2 separate regions of the Sus scrofa genome follow, and region 1 is linked to region 2. A link is a contact called in public HiChIP or PLAC-seq data. All regions are on one chromosome and are shown on one strand. Each heading gives the region's core, a stretch centred on a gene start, on an enhancer-like site or on the middle of the called end of the contact. The rest is flanking DNA. Distances are from core to core; before and after follow the strand shown. Region 1 holds the start of TRIM66 (tripartite motif-containing protein 66). Region 2 holds the start of LOC110262312 (formin-like protein 5).

The links. HiChIP or PLAC-seq counts read pairs in DNA pulled down with a chosen protein or histone mark.
Region 1: an H3K27ac HiChIP or PLAC-seq map of skeletal muscle shows a contact between it and region 2. The contact joins the promoter of TRIM66 here to the promoter of LOC110262312 in region 2. A contact is called at or near these places in 1 of 47 Hi-C or Micro-C datasets (heart right ventricle) and 1 of 2 datasets of contacts at active chromatin or transcription factors (skeletal muscle).

Annotation. Positions count from the first base shown.
Region 1 is chr9:709,537-712,971 of Sscrofa11.1, forward strand. It overlaps TRIM66 (tripartite motif-containing protein 66), which reads left to right and starts at 2,035. Exons shown (of 23, transcript XM_021062260.1): 1 at 2,035-2,159. The coding sequence starts at 2,146. It overlaps RPL27A (60S ribosomal protein L27a), which reads right to left and starts at 2,874. Exons shown (of 5, transcript XM_003482496.4): 1 at 1,658-2,874; 2 at 1,230-1,293; 3 at 770-845; 4 at 63-237. The coding sequence starts at 1,660.
Region 2 is chr9:559,221-562,605 of Sscrofa11.1, forward strand. It overlaps LOC110262312 (formin-like protein 5), which reads left to right and starts at 1,573. Exons shown (of 5, transcript XM_021102706.1): 1 at 1,573-1,602; 2 at 2,222-2,266; 3 at 2,461-2,864. The coding sequence starts at 1,573.

The sequences.
Region 1 (3,435 bases), core at 785-3,284, 150 kb after region 2:
GCAGGTTTGTTTGTTTGGTTTTTTTGAGAGGCAAGGGCCCATTTAATGTTCAACCTACTTACCGATCGCACCACGTCAATGATAGGAGCAGCTCCGGTCTTGTTCTTGGCAGCATTTATCCGTGTCTGCTCACTGACCAAGGTCCACAATTTATCGAGGTTGACAGTTGGGCAGAAGCTCTGGTTCCTCTTTAAGTGGTAATGCCTCATACCAACTTTTCCAAAGTATCCCGGGTGACTGTGAAGCGAAAACAACCATTTTCACAACCTCACTCTCATTAAAAAGCTATGTTCACCATCTTTATGGGTCATCTCCGCACATAACCACAAACAGCGTAGGTTGTTCAATGATGCGAAAAGAGTACCATAGTAGGTACATCACACACTTCTGTAACAGAGGTCCCCAAACAAATAGGGCAAACACTATCCCATTAACTTGCAGGCCTACGTGGATCTAACAGTTGTGTAAGTCAATTCAATGCATGTCACTAACCTGGTGACTGGCTATGCCACAGGGGGCGCAGCCAGTGAATAAGCTCAGCGGTTACTCTTCGAGGACTCTAGCACACTGAGGCAACAGCGGATACCCAAGCGTGACTCTAGCCTCGAGCTCTCAGTTCCCATGAAATGTCCACAGGACAAAAAGCCAACAACAAGCAAGTTTTGCAAGTAGTCAAAAGCTTGCTTCCCATCAGAGACGTTCCCAGCCACCCTCTGCCCCGACACCCGCGGTTTTCAGTACCGTGAAAGCACACGCTGACAACACTCACTATTTGTCGAAGTTGATCCTGTGGTGATGCATGCCACCCGCATTGCCCCGGCCTCCTGGGTGCTTCCGGTGTTTGCCTGCAGGAGCACACAGCTACATGGCCAACGGTCTCCTCCGAGCGCTTGCAAAAGCGCGCCCGTGCTTCTGTGCCTTTGCTTAGGCTGTTAGCAACCGGCAACACTATCCCTCTAGGCTCCAGGCTAAACACTGCGAAGCAAGGCTTCCCGTCGCAACACTAACGCGGTAATAACTGGCCTTCAACCAATTCAAGACTGAGCCCCGCTCAATCTGCAGGCCCCCAAATGATATCAAATCCTCTCAAAGCGGAGGGTTTTCAGAGAAAAGGCCAACGGCTAACGATCAAGTTCGACGGGCTCCACCGCACAAAGCTTCACCCACCTCTCTAAGCTCATCTGCCGGGGACAGCCCGAGGCCGGCCAGGACGGGAAACCGGCACTTACCGATGCGGCCGTGGCCGTGGCTCACGTGGCCGCGGAGTTTCCGGGTCTTCCTTAGTCTGGACGGCTGTGTGGGAAAAGGTGCCCGGGGTGAGGCCCTGGGAGGTGGGGCGGGGGCCACGCTTGCCAGCCTGGGAAGGGGCTGGGGCGGGGGTCTGCTCTGCGGCGCCTTCAGCGAAGCTGAACCAGGCTGATCACCGCCTGGTTCTCATCAGGGAGGCGCCCGGGTCCGCGTGTCTCAGGAATCCGGACTCCGGGAAGAACACGCGGCCCCAGGCTCCCCGCCCCGTCCCGGCCGCCCCGGCCGGCGGCCGGACGTGAGCGGCCTGGAGGATGAGGCCAAAGGCGGGAGCAGGTGGCTGGGGGAGCAGGTGAGCAAAGCTCGCGGCCTAGGGTAGCAACCACACGGGCGGACCAGGACAATCACCTACCATGTCGGCGGCCGCGACGCAAGAGGAAGGCCTCGGCAAAGTCTCGCGAGCTATCGGGCCCAGGGGCGGAGCCCACGCCTCACTTCCGGCTCGGGGGGCGGGGCCTGCGAGGGCGCGGATCTCGCGCGATTACAGGTCTTGCCGTTTTCGCATCCGGGGGTTGAGCTCGCCATCGCAGAGCTGTTCCGGGGGCGGCGGCGGGGCCGGGAGCCCTGCGCGGTGCAGTGAGTGCGCTGGCGCTCGCAGGCTGAGCTCTGCCGCCGGGGGCGGGGCTTGAGGGCTGCGGTGCGCGCCGCGGGCGGGAAAGCCGCCGGGGCCGCCGGTCTCAGCTCCCCGCCGACCGCCGCAGCCCTGAGCAGTCCCGCGGGTCTCGCTCTGGTTTTGGTGGCTGGCTCGGGCCGGGCGTAGCGGCCGCTTGGCTTGTCCCCTGGCCGCGTGAGGAGCCACTTTTGGCCTTCGGTGCCCACCGGGTCCTCACCCCGCGGCGTATGGAGCGTCCCAGGTCAGGGGTAGTCGGAGCTGTGGCCGCCAGCCTGCACCACGGCCGCAGCAAGGCCGGCCTTTAACCCGCTGAGCGGGCCCAGGGCCGAACCCGCGTCCTCACGGACGCCAGTCGGGTTCGTTAGCCTCGCTCTGGTCCTTTTAGGCTCCGTTTTTGATGTCTCGCCCACCTTCCCGGGCCTGCGCGCCCACGCTCTCGGTCTTCCTCGCTCCTTCGCCCTTGTGCCTGGTCCTGGCCTTGTCCTCGCTTTGAACAGCCTCAGTTCAGGGACCTCTGCGCTTGCTCGCGTTAAGGTCCTGTACTCTCCAGACCCTGTAGATTTTCCGCCGCTCTCTTGTAATTTTCACTGGCACCTACTGGGCGCGCCTGTGAGCCCCTCCTCTTCTGGACAGAGAACCCCCGCTCAGTCTGGACCCAAAGTGAGCGTCCCCTCTTGGAAAACTGACCCATCCGGTCACGGTTGCTCACATGCCCCCACTGGGCCTCCTCAAAAATCTAGGGCGTGGCTCTTAGAGAATCTTGATCTGCGTTTGTCTTTCCTGCTGGACCAAACTCCTCAAAGACTGGAGGATTATTTTCTTTTTATCCATGTACTCCCAGCTCCCGGCATGTAGTACATGTTCAACAAATGATCGTTAACTAAAGTGGAGGGGGCACCCTTCCCGTGTTAAGTCTCAACCAGTGTTCAGGATCACAGTCCATCAGTTAGTCTGTGTGTGTGTGTGTGGTTTCTGTGCCATGTTCTGTAAAGCTAAAATACTGCTTAGCTAAAATATCCTAAATTCTCCCTGTCTCTCTTTCCTACCCTTGCTCCTTCCTTTTCAGCCAAGTTCACCCAAAGAGCAGTCAACAAATCCTGTGCATTTGCTAGTTTCCTGTTCATCCTTTAATCCATCACAGTCTAGCCCTCAGTCCCATTATTGTAATTAAAGTGCTCCTACCAAAGTCATCAATTAACCAAACTCCAAACTGCATGGACTCTTCTCCATAGCACTTGTACTCTGTCTTAACCCATTTGACTTCTTTTTCTAGAGCACCTCTTGCATTCTTCCTACCAGTCTTCCTTTCAGGTTCTTCTGCCTTTGTCCACCGTTTAACTGTTGGTATTCTTCAGCCGTCTGTGCTTGCCCCTGTTAAGGTTTCGTAGGATGCCGTCTCTCCGGCGAGCTCATCTTGGGTGGCTTCCGTCTTCATCTGTGTTGCTGACTCCACAGTCGTATTCACTTAATTACGGGCTAGTTTCCCTCCGACATTCCGAGGGATGTCAGGGAGACGG
Region 2 (3,385 bases), core at 323-2,822:
TTAAAAAAAAAAAAAGCCTCAGACCCAGGCTCAGAGCTTGCATCTCCCGTAGCACCTCGTACACATTTGGCTTTTATCAAGTGACGTGGACATTAGGTTGATGCAAATCACTACATTAACACTATTTAAAGTAGCATTAAAAACATTTCATATGTTAGTGTCTCTAAAAATCTTTGGCCAGTGTTATGATTAACTAAATAGGGGTTCCCATTGTGGCTCGGCAGGTTAAGGACTTGATGTTGTCTCTGAGGATGTAGGTTTGATCCCTGGCCTTGCTTAGTGGGCTAAGGATCTGGTGTTGCTGCAAGCTGCAGCGTAGGTCACAGGTGCAGCTCGGATCCATTGTTGGCTGTGGCTGTGGCTGTGGCACAGGCTATAGGTGCAGCTCCAAGTTGACCCCTGGCCTGGGAACTTCCATATGCTGCAGGTGCAGCTGAAAAAGGAGAGAAGCAGATTACCTAATGCCGACATCAGTGAAGTTTAGACTCAAGACTGTATTTAGAAAAATTAAGGGACATTACTTTTTCTTTCTGAAAGAGGATCTCTAATTAAGGTTTTTCTTAGGAATTAAAAAAAGCCCCATTCATAATTTGCAAAGCCTTGGCAAACAAAAAGAACAACTATCTGTATCTCGCTATTGCCCCCTTACTTGTCTTTAGCGCATGTGAGAGGCCCCAGCAGCTGCCAGGGGTGAAAGGAGTTAGTATCCTGGGTCTGAATAGAGAAAATCTTTTTTAAAAACTTTACGAAGTATAGTCGAGTTCCAATGTTGCGTTCATTTCTGCTGTGGAGCAAAATGACCAGTTATACTGCCTACATCCGTACTCTTTTTCATATGCTTTTCCATTCCGGTTTATCACAGGACAGCGAGTAGCCCTTCCTGAGCTGCACAGCAGCACCTCGTTTATCCACCCCGTATGCGCCAGTTTGCCGCTGCTAATCCCAGACGCGCAACCCTTCTCTCCCCAACCCTCACTACCCCTTGGCGACCACAATGGAGGAGATCTTGATGTCTTCCGCTGAGCTGGCTTTCTTCACAGGTGTCACTCGTAAGAGGAACAAGACTCTAATACAAATGCGAATAGTTCTGGAAGTGGGAAACCTAAGAACTTCCCTTCAGAGCTGGGGAGCTGCAGGTGGAGTCTGCCTAGAGCATTGTTAAATTATGTGGCCTGGGTTCGTTCCCTGAGGATTCTTCTGTGACTTCTCGTGTGGCTTGGGGAGGGTAGGGCCACCCTCACTTGAGGCTGGAGAAGGCTGGAGAGGACTCAGTCCATCCAGGTGGCCTCGGTCTCCTGCAGGGTTCAAGCATGTCAGTGAACTGGAGTAGGAGAAAGTCACTGTTAGATTTTGAGTTTGGAGTGAAACGTGTTTCAGGTTGTCTGTGTTTTCCAGTAGAAAAATGGAAACTTGGGTTTTCCTAACGTAGAACCAAGTCACAAAAGTTGACCTCTTTTTCACGCAGAGACAACTGGGTCCCATGGTGTGTAAGGCCTCCTGCTAGAGAGACCTAAGGTCTCCTCTGGCACCAGTATTACTGAGATAAAGTGTTAATACTGGTAATTCACATCGATGACTTTTTTGGCAAAGGAACAGCAGACGGTGAGTTTGGTTCTTGGAACTATTTCTATTGAACCATGAACAAGTTAAATTATTTCCAAGATGTATCTTAAACAGCCCATATTTTTGATGCTTGCCCTGGAGCTGAGTAAATATTCCTTTAGGATATGACAATTGAATTGGCTTGGCCTTAGAGTCTGTTTATGGTCATTCATACATGTTTGTTCCTTCAAAATGTAGCTAGGTTTGTGAACGTCAATTTTGTGCATTTCAGCATCCAGTTCCATTTAGAGTGATTTAGGGAATGAGCAATTAGGTGACGTGGCTTCCTCACATCCACTGAGTAGGTCCGGGTTTTGATTTTAAGTGAGTTGCATGATTCTTTTCCAAGTGGATGGTCCTACTGGGTTAACAGTTTCTTTCAGAATTCCACTGATAAATCACAGATTCTCACTGGCAGTATTCCATTGCTTCTTCTTGCATGCCACCCTTTTCCAGTTTTTGGCTTTGTAAGCTAATGGAGTATTTTAAACAAATTCTCAGGATCCCCTTAGAAGTCTCCGCTCAGCTCGGACGCCTTGGGACTCTAGCGCTCTCAGGCTTTTCGCTACTGCGGCCGCACCAAACGGAGCTTCTTGCGCTGCGCTTTTGGCTTTTGCAGGGATCCCGAGCCTCGGGCTGGGAGAACGGAAAGAGCTCGTCGTCGGTTAGTTGGCAGGCAGGCAGGCAGGCAGGCAGGCTGTAGAGGCAGCTTTTCCCAGACTCGCCCAGCTCCGGCTTTTCACGCAGACCAGCAGAGCCGCTTTTTTCCTCCAGTGATTGAAACCATCTGGACTGTAGGGGGTCACGTGTGTATGAGAAAATGACATAAAGTTTCAGATCCCTCGTGCTTTGCTCCAGACCCAGACGAGTCTTGGTCGGAGGGTTCGAGGTGAGGGCCGGTCCAGCTGGGGGGCCACCTCCTCCTCCTCCTCCTCCTGCCCCCTCCCCCTCCCCACCCCGGCGCCCTCCCAGCCCCCTCGGCGCCCTCGCCGCGCGGCTTTCTGCTTCCCTCCGCAGCCTGCGAGCTTCCCCCTCCTCCCGGCTCCGCACCCCACCCGGTCCCGGGCGGAGGCACACCCCCTCCACGCCCCCGCCGCCCGGATCTGCGCGGCCTCCCGGCCCCGCTTCCAGCCCGGCGGCAGCCCCGGGCGCCGAGGCGCGCTCGCCCACCGCCCTCTCCCCGGCGCGGCTCCTCCTCCCGGCCTCGCGGCCCCAGCGAGCCCCCAGCCGCGCGAGCGCCCAGCCTGGCTGGGGGCGCCGAGGTGAGTGCGTCCGGCCGCCGCCCCGGCGCCCCCGCCCGCTTGGCCGCCCGCGGCCCTCGCTCCCGGCCGGGCGGCCGCCGCCCTCCCGGCCCGGGTCCCGCTCCGCCCGGCCGCTCGCCGCGGGCTCCCAGCCCGGTGAGTGTCTGCGTCCCGGCGCCCGGCCTCTCGGGGTGAGGGCCTCCGCGGGCGCGGAGAGGTGGGCGGCTGCGGGCCCTCCGGGCGGCGGTGGCGAGCGCCGCTCTCCCGCTTCCCGGGCTGCGCCGGCGGGGGTGGGCGGCGGGCGGGGCCGGGCTGCGGGGCGCCGAGCCGAGACCCCGGCCCGCCTGGCGCGGGGCTCTCGGCGGGTCCCCGATGCCGCTCGTGCCTGGTCGTTTGTGTGCGGGGTCCCTCGAGACACACACACACACACACACACACACACACGCATTTCAAACAAAGGGAAAATAACTGCGCACGCTGTCCCTTCGGCAAATTAAACCGTGCTTACGATTGCCTGTGCTCTCCGGCCCTTCGGGTCTGAA